2 separate regions of the Mus musculus genome follow, and region 1 is linked to region 2. Evidence: chromatin contacts called from public Hi-C data. All regions are on one chromosome and are shown on one strand. Each heading gives the region's core, a stretch centred on a gene start, on an enhancer-like site or on the middle of the called end of the contact. The rest is flanking DNA. Distances are from core to core; before and after follow the strand shown. Region 1 overlaps Gm34657 (a long non-coding RNA gene). Region 2 holds the start of Gm50595.

Region 1 (6,752 bases), core at 2,012-4,511, 130 kb before region 2:
CGGCAGCTCCACATTTGTAAAGACTAGGAATCTCACAGATGCCAGACTCCACAAACACCTATGCAAAATCTGCCCCAGAGGAAATGTGATTTCCTAATCTAGACTTTCAGCATCCTTCCTGGTAGATTTAATCTGTCTAGATTCAATCTAGATGCTCTCAAGTGGGTTCTGTGATTTGTCTGTCAACTGGGATTACCTAAATATTCTAGTTCAGAATTTAATTTCAGACCTTCCTTCCCCTGTTCTTGCATCGTAGGGTTCCTGGGATGGCTGCCCAAAGGAAATGAGGAAGTAGATGAAGCCCATGTGTGATTGACTGTGGTGTTTTGAGGCTAGGGAAGGGGAACCTACTCTTAGTCTGAGCAGCTACCACTATTTTCCTCAACACAAGTTGGGCCCAGTGCATCTCCTGGGACATTGGGTCCAGCCAGCTGGCTCTGATGAGAGTGGTTTCTAGTCCTAGAAGAAGGTCTCTCTCTCTCTCTCTCTCTCTCTCTCTCTCTCTCTCTCTCTCTCCCTCAAGATTTATTTATTTCATGGATATGAGTACACAGCAGCTGTCTTCAGACATACCAGAAAAAGGCTCCAGATATCATTACAGATGGTTGTGAGCCACCATGCAGTTGCTGGGTATTGAACATCAGGACCTCTGGAAGAGCAAGCAGCCAGTGCTCTTACCACTGAGCCATCTCTCCAGCCGTGCCTGTATCTCTTGAAACCCCAGTCATCAATCTAGGAATAACCCTTCCTTTTCCTAACCTTCCTAATGTTGAAACCTTTAATACAGTTCCTCATGTTGTGGTGACCCCCCAACCACAAAATTATTTTTGTTGCTACTTCATAACTATAATTTTGCTACTATTATGAATTGTAAATATTTTTGGAGATAGAGGTTTGCCAAAGGGGCCGTCACCCACTTTGAGAACCACTGCCTTACCACATCTCCTTTTACACTGGGCTGGCTGGAACAAAAGTGGCTCCCATAGGCTCATATATTTAAATGCTTAGTTCTCAGGTAGTAGATCTGTTTGATGGGCTATAGGCTTTTTGGAGGAAGTGTGTCCTTGTTGGAATAATCATGTCACTGGGAGTGGGCTTTGAGGTTTCAAAACCCATGCCAGGCTCAGTCTCCCCTACCCCACCACCTCTCCCTCCCCCTCCCCCTCCCCCTCCCCCTCCCCCTCTCCTTCCCTCTCCTTCCCCCCCCCCTCCCCCTCTCCATCTCCCCCCTCTCTGCTTTCTGCCTACAGATCAGGATGTATTAAGCTCTCAGCTCCTTCTCCAGCACTATGCCTGCCAGAATGCTGCCACACGCCCCACCACGATGATAATGGCCTAACCTTCTGAAACTGTAATCAATCCCCCGATTAACTGCTTACTTGTATGACAATTGCCTTGATCGTGGCGTCTTTTCACAGCAATAGAACACTAACTCAGACACATATCACCTATTTCTTCTCCCACCACAGAGGGGAAAGTAACCAAGTCACATCTATGCAGTTGTGCAAACTGGTTTTATTACATCAGTTTTATCTCCACATTAAGGAGCAGAGCGCTTTATGTTTATGTTTTGTGATAGAGAGCCCCTCTGCACAATAATGTGCTTTACATTTGATTGACAAAACAATTTGGTAGAGGGAGGGCTTATACATATGTGCCCATTTATGTGTAGAAGATACCAGTTGGCAGTCCAGAGCCTGAGGAGAAAGAGGAGTAGAGAAACCCAAGAGAACTTCCCACATTGTCCAGCTGCACTCTTCCCAAGCCACAGTTTTAAATAGAAAATCCACTTGCTTAAACTTTCCCATTGCCTTTAGGATAAAAATCTCACAGATGAGCTTAGATCCACGAGGGACTGAAGAGTTGGCTCAGAGGACCTGGGTTCGGTTCTTAGAAACCAAGAGGTGGTGTTGTCTTTAAATATTCCTCAGCAGAGATGAGGCAGGAAGAGGAGAGTCAGGCTGGAAAATGTTGCTCTCTCAGATTAAGCAAGAGGGGAAGTCATATGCAGAAGCAGGCTGGTGCTGGAGGGAACTGGAGGGAACAGAGAAAGGGAATTCTGGGGAATGTGGTGGGAAGGTGGGGATTTTCGGTGGTGGTGGTTTTTGGAGGTGGGTGGGTGGTAAAAGACAGGGTCTAGCAATGTAGCCTAGGCTGGCCTCGAACTCACAGCAATCCCCTTGATTTAGCTTTCAAGAGCTGGGATTGCAGGTGTGTGGCACCTAATTTAAGAAGGCCGCTCTATAGTTGGGCGTGGTGGCACATGCCTTTAATCCCAGCAGAGGCAGAGGCAGGCGGATTTGTGAGTTCGAGGCCAGCCTGGTCTACAGAGTGAGTTCCAGGACAGCCAGGGATACACAAAGAAACCCTGTCTCGAAAAAAACAAACAAACAAAAAGGCTGCTCTAAACAAGCAGAGTTCACTAGTAAAAATGAAAGCCAGAACAAATCAGCCTAGCTCTGAGCCATCTGCCACCTTTTCTTTTCTTTTCTTTTCTTTTTTAACCAGCAGAATAGAGAGGAAAAGTGTACAGTGGGCTTCAGTCAGAGGTGGAGGTTAGGAAGACAGGAAGGAGACAATTTGTCAGGGAGAGAAGGCTCCTGTCAAGACAATAACTGAAAAACGAACAGAAACAAGGAGAGCAGGCAAGCAAAGAGAGAGGGCTCCTTGGTTCTGTGAACCACTGGGGGTTGGGGAGCAGGGAAGGGCCCCCACTTAGTGAAAGCTCTCTGAACCGGATAAAGCAATGCCAGAATTTTCTAGTATTTTCTCAGCAGAGTGAAAAGGTGAATGTCCTCTTAAATCATTAACCTAACAGGCACTCAAGTCCGGGCAGACTCTGTCGTGCGGGGCGATAAGATTCTGTGACCACTCCAAGGCTAGAAAAGCACGCTCCACCTTCCGTGACTGAACAAGCCCAGTCCCGGCTCCCCCTTCCTGCTGAAGTAGGTCAGAGGTCTGCACCAGGATGGCCTGACTTTCCTATCGACCACATTCCAGGATGTAGGGCCTTCAGCTGACAACCAGCTTCAGGCTTTTAGGGGGTTGTGCTCTGACCCTCCTTGATCTCCTCACCACAGGGGACAGAGGCTGGGAGGCCAAGGAGATATTCTCAGAATTCACAACTTCCCTCTAAACCTCACTAGGACATCTTGGCTTACCTCAGAATTCCTTGTTCAAATGTACGAAGACTAATTCCAGGACTTGCCTAGACTTCTTTCCCAGCGCAGACAACAGTACTAGGAAGTGTAATTAGCTCCAGGCTTGCCAAGTGGAACCTGCTGCAGAGAGCATGGAGTGCAGCCTGGAACAGCCACTTGAAGGCCACTCTGTCAGGGGTGGGAAGAGAAGAGAAGAGTTTTGAATTGGGGTCCAGGCTCCCCCATAACTTTACTTTCTGGTAAAAAGAAAACTTCAAAGAGTTCAAGAATTTTACATTCTAATCGGGCTGGTCTTTGGTTCTTTTATCAAAGTGGAAAGATCCTCTTTATCAATTTCACTTACAACTTCCCCACAGTTAAACATATGAATTATATTGTCTCATTTATCCCTTTACCTTTGGCCTTTAATGGACTGGCCTGACTCCATCTTAAGTTTAAAAAAAAAAAAAAAAGATTAAAAGCCATCTTGTTACAAGGTCAAAAAAAGTTCATCCCTGTTATCTGTAAAACTTGGATTTGACCACGTCTTACCTATTTTCTGGAATTTGTCACGTTCCACACCCTATACCCCAACCTCCACCCTGATAAGATAAGATGCCCTGCCAAATAATTTTGAAATGTTCAGCCAAGTTCCTACATAGCCAAAAGTCCTCCGGAAATCCCCCAACCCTTGAAAAGCCCTTGCTCTTACAGTTTGAGGAGGGGGCTATATAAACCCCAGTGTCTCCTATAGCCAATGCTATTTTCCCAAACCTTTACTCCCATTTAGTGGGATTTGTAACACCTTATAAATGTTAAGAAGAGGCCTGACCCCTGTAATGTATTATTTCCCTGTTATAAAACAAAACAAAACAAAAACAACAACAACAACAAAACTACCCTTCAACATGATCATTATAAGTTTATTTGATATCAGTTAGGTCAGAATTACACTTCAAAATGGTGAAAAACAGAGATTGATTTAAAATCTTGTTTGGATTTCCCAATAGATTTAGTAGCTTATATTCTCTCCTCAGATGTTGTTATCATTTGGTACCCTCTGACAGAGTATATGTTTCTGTGTTTTATTAAGCTGCCCTGTTTCCATTTAAGTTATCAGTTCTTATCTTCCTAGGATATTTAAGTTACACAGCGAAGCCTTATGTAGAAGGCCCCATGACCAAATACCGGAGCAAATTCCCAGTCGGTCCCTTTTGATCTCGAGGCTTGCTCGGGACTCTGTCCATCTCAGATGCTTTCTGACATGTGCAGCTTCACCTGCGCTGTACCCGACTCCTTCCTGGACCGTCCCTGAGCCATCTTCCTTCATACTTAAAGGTGTAGAATCGAGTGAGAAGAAGAATGCTTAGCGGCTGCACTAGAGAGAAGAGGGAGCCACTGTCCCACAGTGGCTGGTCCTATAGATCCATAGTCTTTATTGCCTTTCACCTTAACCTCCCCCTCCACTGCATAACATCCTCCAAATGGGAGAGGACCCTTTCAGAAGAATCCATGCTAAGACCCTTGCAGAAAAGTCCGCCAACACATCTCAGTGCCTTCTTTGCTTGTTATCAAATGGAGAAGTAGGAAGTTTGGTTTCTAAAGAGTGAGACAAGAGCAGCTAGCTGAGGTGGAGGAGACTTGACTCCCTGACAAGCTGCAGTTAGGTCACCAGTTGAATGACATGGGTGATGTCATCTTATTTTTCTCTTCCTGTTTTTTTTTTTTTTTTTCCTTTTTTCTGTGAAGTGTACTGAAAGAAATGGGGGCAGGTAGAATTTATTTAGCTTACTCTTTTACCTCAATGGCAACAAACTATCCCATCCAAATGTCAATATTGATAAGAGGTTGAGAAATTCCAGACCAGATAAACTATTTCTAAATCTCCTTTCAACAAAAATTGAATAAGATGTGTTCCTTGGTCATTGCTGTTGCTGTTCTTTTTAACACGCAAAATCATTTCTCTTTTACTCAAAATCACTCAGCCACGGGTCTGAGTCTCCAGAACATTCCTTCCCTGTGTTGGCTCTGCTCTTCAGCTGTGCTGATCTTATTCCTTCGTAACCATATGCGCTCTGGCCATCCTGCTGGCAGAGAAGGAGAAAGCAGATTAGAATAGTGTGCCGGATCTTCCATCTCTGACCTGATACAAATCCTGCACTCAGGAACAGGTGGATCTCTGTGAGCTTGAGACTGGCCTGGTCTCTATCATGAATTCCAGTATATCCAGGGCTCTGTTACACAGAGAAACCCTGACTCAGGGAAAATAACAAGGAGTGCGTACAGACAGGTGTAGTCATCGCTACAGGACCACTTTTAGTTTGTTCTCATCACCTCTAAAAGAAACTGTATGGATTAGTAACTTCTACTTTCCCTCAACTCCCTACTCTATCCCTAAGTAAACACTAATCTACACTCTATTTCTACAGCAACCTATTCTAAACCTTACTCTCATTGTGGAATCAGAAACTATTTTTCACATAGCATAGCTTTTTTTTTTTCACATAGCATGTTTTCAAGGGTCATATGAGTTATACCTTTCCTTTAGATGTCATAAACAATGTTGTTATGAACATTTAGATAAGAGCTTTTATATGGTCATATTTTCATTTCTTTTGGGTTATACATCGAAGAGAGGAGTTGGTCCATGTGATAACTGGATTTAGCCTTTTGAGAAGCTGGCATATTTAGGGCCAGCAACATGGTTCAGTGGGTCAAAGCACTTGCCACCAAGGCTGGCAGTCTGAGTTCCATTTGCAGGACCTACACAGTAGGTTGCAAGTTGTTCTCTGGTCTCTACAAGTATGATGTGGCACATACCCACATACACATTCAATAAGTATAATAAAAAGAAATGAAACTGACACATTCTTTTCTCTTTCTCTTTTTTTAAAGATTTATGTATTATATGAAAGTGCACTGTAGCTGTCTTCAGACACCCAGAAGAGGGCATGATCTCATTACAGATGGTTGTGAGCCACCATGTGGTTGCTGGGATTTGAACTCAGGACCTTCGGAAAAGCAATCAGTGGTGCTCTTAACCGTTGAACCATCTCTCCAGCTCCCAAAACTGGCCCATTCTTTCTCACATAACTATACTCTTACCCATTCCTGACAACAATGCATGACATTAATGCTACAACAATACAGTTTGAAGGGGAACCCTGACCCCTGACACCCCCTCCGCAGGCTGGAATGTTGATCACATGATCCCTAGCTGGTAGAGATGTGTCAGTAGCTTGTGGAAGTGGGATCTTGCAGGAGAAAGCTCCTGGGGGTGTGGTTCTGAGGACAGCCCGTAACAGCTTCTGTCTGTCTTGCTCTCCGCTTCAGCCCATGGGATGAAGTTCCTCCAGGGTGAACAAGACATTCAGTGGGTAAAAGCACTTGTCAGCAAGCCTGATGATCCACAGTCAATGCCCAGGACCTATGTGGTGAACAGAGAAAACCATCTCTTGCAAGTTGACCTCTGACCTCCACACAGGTAAGCACACACACACACACACACACACACACACACACACACACACATTGTTTTAAAATAAAGTTCCACACCACACACCCCATTCCCACCATGATGCTGCTTCACCTTGCTATGCAACAGCAAAGCCA
Region 2 (7,006 bases), core at 1,027-3,526:
GCCAAAAGCTTTCTTTTGTTGCCAGGTACTATCTAAGTTTTCTAGTTTTCCTGACTTTTGTGGCCAGCATTTTATTTTTTTTATCTTTTTGTCTCACAGCACAGCTCTGATTCTGACTTTGGTCTCTGTCTTTGTCTTAACTTCCTGTTACCTTGGTCAGATTGTTGGGACACTTTCTAGTCCCACAGAGACGAGACCCCCATCAGAGCCTGGCAGTTAGACTCACAGGTGCTCCTTACCTTGGACAGAAGCCCCAAGTGGGCGGATGCCTCCCTCACTGGAGCTTAGAACAGACTCACTGCCAGCAGCTCAGGGAGGGGTCGCCTGAGAAGAGAAAACACGTGGGGCAGGGAAGGGAGTACAGCTCTCACAGCTGGCTGTATCGGGCCACTCATATCTCAAAGTGAAAGCAGTTTTTCTGTTAACAAGAGACGGGATGGGAGGGACAGGGGAATGAGAAGCTGCCTGGGAACCCGCGGCGCTCTTGGCCGGCTACTCGAACAGCCTCCTCTTCTTTTGCTTCAGCAGCCACAACATTTAGGCCACTGACTTCTCAGGGACCACTCCTCATTTGCTCCGGATTTCCGAGCTCATTTTTCCCTAGGCTCCAGGTTCATGGGCGGGACCACTGTGACCCGCTGGCTGCTCTCTGGAGTTGGAGTGGGAGGCAGGGCAGCTGTTGATCTGAAAGGAAGTGGTCAGCATAGGGATCTGACAGGATTTTTAGGCTTATTTTAGAAGGCATAACTTAAAAACAGTCGTCAGTCATCAGTCCAAGTCTGAACACAAAGAGACACACAAGACACACACAGAAACCGTAAACCACAAACAAAAACAAGATAGTAACAGACAACATAGACGACTCACAAAAACAAACGTAAACAAACAAAATTACCAAGCGACAGAACCAGAGTCAGAGAAAGGGGAGTGGACACAGATTGTCCCATTTTTAGAAAAACAGTAGTCACAACAAGAGCGGACACGAGACTAAGACAAAAAGAGAAACCAGAAGAATCAGATGGCCTCTCTAAGGCCGGCCAATTGAGACCCTCTGCACGAGGTGGGACTCGAACCCACGATCCCGTGACCAGACGCGAGGTGGGACTCGAACCCACGATCTCGCAACAAAACACGAGGTGGGACTCGAACCCACGATCCCGTGACCAGACGCGAGGTGGGACTCGAACCCACGATCTCGCAACAAAACACGAGGTGGGACTCGAACCCACGATCTCGCAACTGGGCACGAGGTGGGACTCGAACCCACGATCTCGCAACCCCAAATGGTCTCTTGGCCTTCAAAGGGGTCCACCAGGCGTCCCTGATCCTCCCCTGTTCCTCCTGGGACGTCTCCCAGGGCGAACGGACGGTGGACACCTGGACACGTCTATCCTTATCCACCCCGCACTCCCTCTCGGAGCGCGGTCTCACTGAGCGTCCGCAAAACTGAAACTGCGATCGCACCAGACTTAGAAACAGAACACAGACATCAGAACACAGACATCAGACCAAAACAGAACAAAGAATCTTACCTCTAAGTGGGTCTAGGACCTCTGGGTGGTCGCGCTGTTTCCCGGCCAATGCACCAAATGAAAGATTTTCGAATTCCCGGCCAATGCACCAAATGAAAGATTCTCGAATTCCCGGCCCATGTACCAAATGAAAGACCCTCGAGGGAAGACCCTCACTCAGACACTCAAGTCCCGGGACAGCCGCGTACCCAAGAAGACACTGAGACCATACATAAAATGTAGAAGGTAAGATTTAATAAAGCAGCGACATGAAAGCACACAGACCAGAGCTCTGGGGTCGAAATAAAGCAGCAACAGAAAGCACACAGAGCTCTGGGGTCGAAACTCATACACCTTTGCACAGGGTAGAGGAGTCTCGACGACGACTTAAAATTTTCACAAGCTTTTAAAGGAAAAAACCACAAACTGGGAGGGGGAATGGGGAGGGAATAGGGGAAGTTTAACAACCACAAATTTACTCAACCAAAGAGTCATATCCTGTGTTTGGCAATACATCTGGCCTGTTGAAACATTCTGTGGTTGTTCCAGAAAATGTTTTTTCTCAAGTATGTTTTCCAGATGGGAGGGGGTGGGCTCCGAGGTGAAAGTTCATGTTCTCACAAGAGGCCAGTAATTTTTCATTCTTCAGGATTTGAAGAACCAGGGTTCTCTGAAAAAGACCATAACCACTGAGCCCTCTCTTCAGCCCAGTGCTCCTTTGAGACAAGGTCTCCTCTTTTCTCCAGCTTCACTCACAAGCTCCTCTCCTGTGCTGGGTGGGATAGGTGCCTAAGGAGAAGGCAAAGGGGGGGAGGAGGGGCGAGGTGGGGGGAGGTGTTGGAGGGAATCTTAATCCTGGCCTGGCACCCTTTAAGTGTGTTTTCTTAGCCGGGCGTGGTGGTGCACGCCTTTAATCCCAGCACTCGGGAGGCAGAGGCAGGCGGATTTCTGAGTTCGAGGCCAGCCTGGTCTACAAAGTGAGTTCCAGGACAGCCAGGACTATACAGAGAAACCCTGTCTCAAAAAAAAAAAAAAAAAAAAGTGTGTTTCCTTACTGTGTTGCAGTAAGGAAAGCAGAGGGAAGAGCTGGAGATCTTTTATGTCATCTGCTTAAAGTGGCTGAGAAAGGAAATGCCATGTTAATTATGTATCTGGATTAGGCAGTAACAGCTTGTCTGTGAAAAATAAGTAGATGGTCTTATTTTTCTTAGTTGAAGATTAACTAATAGTTGTTAATGCAGTCCATTTGACCTTTGGGAGGTAGATCCACAATGATTTTCTGAAACTTAAAAGAAGTTTTAAGTTTACAAAAAGAGAGAAATGTTTAGATATGTCAGTATTCATCATTTGCAATCTGTAAACATTTTGAATTAAAAGCAAGAACATTATTTTTAGATATTCTTGTTATTGGGGAAGAACAAGCATTTAAAATTCAAACCAAAAAAAGCAATTCTTCTTCTTCTTTTTTTTTTTTTGTTTTTTGAGACAGGGTTTCTCTGTGCAGTCCTGGCTGTCCTGGAACTCACTCTGTAGAACAGGCTGGCCTTGAACTCAGAAATCCACCTGCCTCTGCCTCCCAAGTGCTGGGATTAAAGGCGTGCGCCACCACTGCCCAGCTAAGCATGACAATTCTAAGTTTTGGGTGAACTGTATTGTCTCAGGATACATCAGCAGCAAGACTCCACCCATTACTCTAGTAGTTTTAGGTTCTGTAGCTTTGTATTGTAACTGAGGTGACAGGCAACAGTTACATGCAGTTAGTCTGCTCAGAGAATTTAACTTTGCCTAGAGGATCCTTCCTGTCCAGACGCCATTCACACCTGGCCTGTCCCACTGCCACTGCCAGCTGCCTGCTCCATCTGCCCTTGAATCCACACCACGGATGGTCAGGTCCTTTTTCCTGGCATGTGAGTCCCAGTTGTGTGTTGCCCCTGGCCATGTGCCACCATAGCCCAGCAGGTGGCAGCAGGAGAGGTGCAACTTTCTGTTTCTTTAAACCCCGAAAAAGGGAGACAGGCATAGGAGCCTGGTGGCAGGGGTTGAGAAGGTGAGAGTGGGTTTTGAACTCGTGAGCCAGAAGACAGGTGATTATGTCTCAAATCTGAAGCCAGAGGAGTGCTTGGCTACAGCATCTTGCAGGCTGGGCTCTGGAAAAAAAAAACAAAAAACAAAAAAACAAAAACCTGTTTAAAATGGTAATCTGGCCGGGCGCTTTGGTGTTCTTGGAAACCAATCACAACTGAGGTCAGTTAGAACTGCTTTGTATAATTAGCCACAATAGGCTTGGACCTGTACCAACCTGTACCTGTACCAACCAGCTGGCAACACTTCCTCTACCTATGTGTAAGCTTTTATGGTTTTGTCTTTGTAAGCTGCCCCTGGGATGGACCCCATAAGAGAGACACCTGCACCAATATAAGAAGCCATTTTGAGTAGGGGTCAAGTAAAATTTAGGTTCCCAAGACCTCCCTGGGAATGGATAACCTACTAAGCAGAAAGGCTCATGTACCTGGGTAACTGAGATCCTGGTTGGCAAATTAAGACATGAATGTTAGACAAGGTAAGTCCCCTGCCACACTCCAACCAATGGGAAGAATAAAGACACATTCCGAAGGAAATCCCCTATCCCTAAATCCTAATTGGTGGAATAACTTGGCACAGATGTTTGTGGATTTCAGGCTTAAAAGCTCTGTAGGAGTCTGCTCCTGGGTGCAGTCAGCTCCCGTGTTTGGTCTGTGGCCCTGACCGGTCAGTCCTGGGGCCAGTGCTCAATGAGCTATCCCTGTGTGGCTGAGACCCCTGTGTGGCTGAGACCCCTGTGTGGCTGAGACCCCTGTGTGGCTGAGACCCCTGTGTGGTTGAGACCCCTCTGTGGCTGAGACCCCAAGGGTTTATATGGTTTGTGGGGGCAACTTCTGGACCCCAGTAGTTATGAGGCTCTTCCATTTCCTTAGCTGGTTCTTGGAGAGTGTAGTTGTGCGGGTCAGAGGAAAGAAGTAGAGAGCTCTCTTGAAGAGGTTGGGAAGAGCCCTGAGTTGGCGCGTTCGTTTGTAAAGGTGTCCTGTGGCACATGGGCAGGGGAAAAAGGGTAGGGGGAGACTACTATTGTAATGGAGTCCTGTGGAGGGCAGGATTGCTGGGTTGGGGAGGGAAGTTGTGAGCCCACATATTTTTGTTGAGTTTTTTTTTTTTCTTATTTATTATTATATGTAAGTACACTGTAGCTGTCTTCAGACACTCCAGAAGAGGGAGTCAGATCTTGTTACAGGTGGTTGTGAGCCACCATGTGGTTGCTGGGATTTGAACTCTGGACCTTCGGAAGAGCAGTCGGGTGCTCTTACCCACTTAGCCATCTCACCAGCCCTTGGTGAGTTTTTTATGGGGGACTTTAATAGGACCTGCATTTTTTTTTAAAATTTTTTTTAAATGTGCTTTTTGTGTGATGAGGTGTTCCCCATCATAGAAAAGGAAAGAGACACCTTATCCCACTGGAATGTTCCTGCAGCCGTTCTGCTCCAGAGGATTCCACAGAGGTCCAAAATGTTAAGCTTTCTCACAAATTTTCCTAGATGGTATTTAAAAGGTCACTGAGTAACCATTTGTTTGTTTGTTTGTTTCAAGGAGAAATTAGAGAGGGGGTCTTTGCTCTTGTGGACTGTCAGGTTTCAGAGGTTTAGGGACGTTCTGCTAATGAAAGAACCTAGTGGGGGGGGGGCTGGTGAGATGGCTCAGTGGGTAAGAGCACCCGACTGCTCTTCCGAAGGTCCAGAGTTCAAATCCCAGCAACCACATGGTGGCTCACAACCATCTGTAACGAGATCTGACTCCTTCTGGAGTGTCTGAAGACAGCTACAGTGTACTTACATATAATAAATAATAAATAAAATCTTAAAAAAAAAAAAGAACCTAGTGGGGAAACCCCCACTCAATTTCCGTTCAGCGCGCACCCAAGAATCACGAACAGACGACCATCTTGACGTAAAAGCATGAGGTACTTTATGACGGAGTTCCGGGCTGACACATATCTCCAGCAGGAGACAGAGGTGTTGACCACATGGTGGAGCCATAATGGCGGAGCTCCAGTTCAAAACATATCTCACACAGGAGACAGTGGTTTCCACCACGAGGCTTACCACGAGGCTTGGAAGCTAGGGGTTTTTATAGAAAAGGGGTGGGGCTAGGGGAGGAATTGGCGCCGTTTCACATGATTGGTTCATTTAAACATCAACAGACTGTCAGAAGGGCGGGAGATAGGGAGGCACTAGGTCAGTCAGGACATGTAATGATGAGCCTGCCTGGCATGTCCTGGCCTGTTCTGCTATGTTCTCAGCCCCAGGTTTTAAAGCTCACAAGCAACTCTTTGGGCTATTTGACATAAATTACATGAATCACATGTCTCAAGTTTTATTTCCTTTCATTAACACCAGAGAGTGGCTCTGGACTGGAGGCATCAGGTCAGATGTCCTTTCAGAGTATCTGAATCCATGAGTTGACTCCTGTGGAAAACATAGTAGGGCTAATCATTGGGCTAATGTCAAAGGCTGGGGGTTGGGGGAGGGGGCAGAGGGAATGCTTGGGGCTGGGTTCACTCACCCCCTTTTTGCTCAACCCAGAGGTCCTGTTGGATTCCCGTGGGTACCAGCTGTGGGTTATGTCAGCTGGTTGTGCCCCGTGTTGAGCACCAGCTGTGGCTCTGCATCCGCTGCTTCCCCCTCTAAGGGTGTCCAGATGCTGCTGCACACCAGGCTGAAAGGAGGAGGTGGAGTCTGGAAAGGGTGGGGTTCTGTAGGAGTCCAGTCAAGTGAGTGCTGGGGGCGGGGAGGGGGAGAAGGCCTCTGCAAGAATCTTAAGTGTTAACAGCTCCCTAAAGGAGGATGAAGGTCTCCTCCCACAGTCTTCAGCTAAGCAGCTCTTAGATGGTCTTAGATGATCTTAGCTTGTGCGCATACCTTTTTATTCAGGGTAGACTTGCACCCATACACTTTTGAGGGGTGAGTCAGGGGTCTATATGAACCTTAGAGAGTGGGAAGGAGTTTTCAGGGTAAATGAAAATCTCTGGTTAGAGTTTATAAGTTCTGAGAACACCTCATTTGCATGGAGAGGCATTCCAGGAATCCTAAATACTTGCTCGGCGGCTTGTCCGCAGGAAAGGAGGAAGTTGAAGTTGTAGGTTGGCCAAGGACTACCTGACCTTCCCCAGGTGTGTCTCCCCAGACAAGATCCGAGAAGGGCAGACCCTGCTGGTGAAGGGAGTCCTCCGTTTTGTGCAGAGCTCAGAGAAGCTATCCTGTCATGGTAGGTGTCGACCTTAATTATCAGGGTTTCTCCACAGACAGGGGCCTCCTACCTGTGCTGAACCTCCTCCCACCCCCCACCCCCGACCGCCGACCCGCCGAAAATCTGCCAGGAACAACTTCACCAAGGAATGTGGATTTGGCTTTATACAACTTGGTTTGAGAATAGATTGGAATTTACTAGCTCGTGCTCACCCCACA

Evidence for each region. Hi-C and Micro-C count contacts between places; a contact is called where the count stands out from the background.
Region 1: a contact with region 2 is called in a Hi-C map of liver, with 1.9 times the contacts expected there. The contact joins two enhancer-like sites. A contact is called at or near these places in 1 of 39 promoter capture datasets (embryonic stem cells), 1 of 15 datasets of contacts at CTCF or cohesin (the NIH/3T3 cell line), 12 of 484 Hi-C or Micro-C datasets (CD8 T cells, Th1 cells, Th2 cells and 7 more) and 20 of 115 datasets of contacts at active chromatin or transcription factors (the 230-238 cell line, CD8 T cells, the HPC-7 cell line and 9 more).

The regions. Positions count from the first base shown.
Region 1 is chr2:75,768,945-75,775,696 of GRCm38.p6, reverse strand. Gm34657 (a long non-coding RNA gene) reads right to left here. Exons shown (of 2, transcript XR_374734.2): 1 at 6,310-6,752; 2 at 4,038-5,224. Among named protein-coding and RNA genes, the nearest start is that of Gm34657, 3.5 kb to the right of the region's middle. Within about 2 kb of position 3,261, at least 52 of the 459 cell types and tissues checked have an H3K27ac peak or open chromatin away from gene starts, as enhancers often do. A contact at or near this core is called in kidney, liver and pancreatic cancer cells, where this site is marked.
Region 2 is chr2:75,633,256-75,640,261 of GRCm38.p6, reverse strand. It overlaps Gm50595, which reads left to right and starts at 6,345. Exons shown (of 7, transcript XM_017319380.1): 1 at 6,345-6,806. The coding sequence starts at 6,804. Gm39858 (a long non-coding RNA gene) reads right to left here and starts at 6,247. Exons shown (of 2, transcript XR_866473.1): 1 at 6,105-6,247; 2 at 5,887-6,007. Within about 2 kb of position 2,276, at least 41 of the 459 cell types and tissues checked have an H3K27ac peak or open chromatin away from gene starts, as enhancers often do. A contact at or near this core is called in kidney, liver and pancreatic cancer cells, where this site is marked.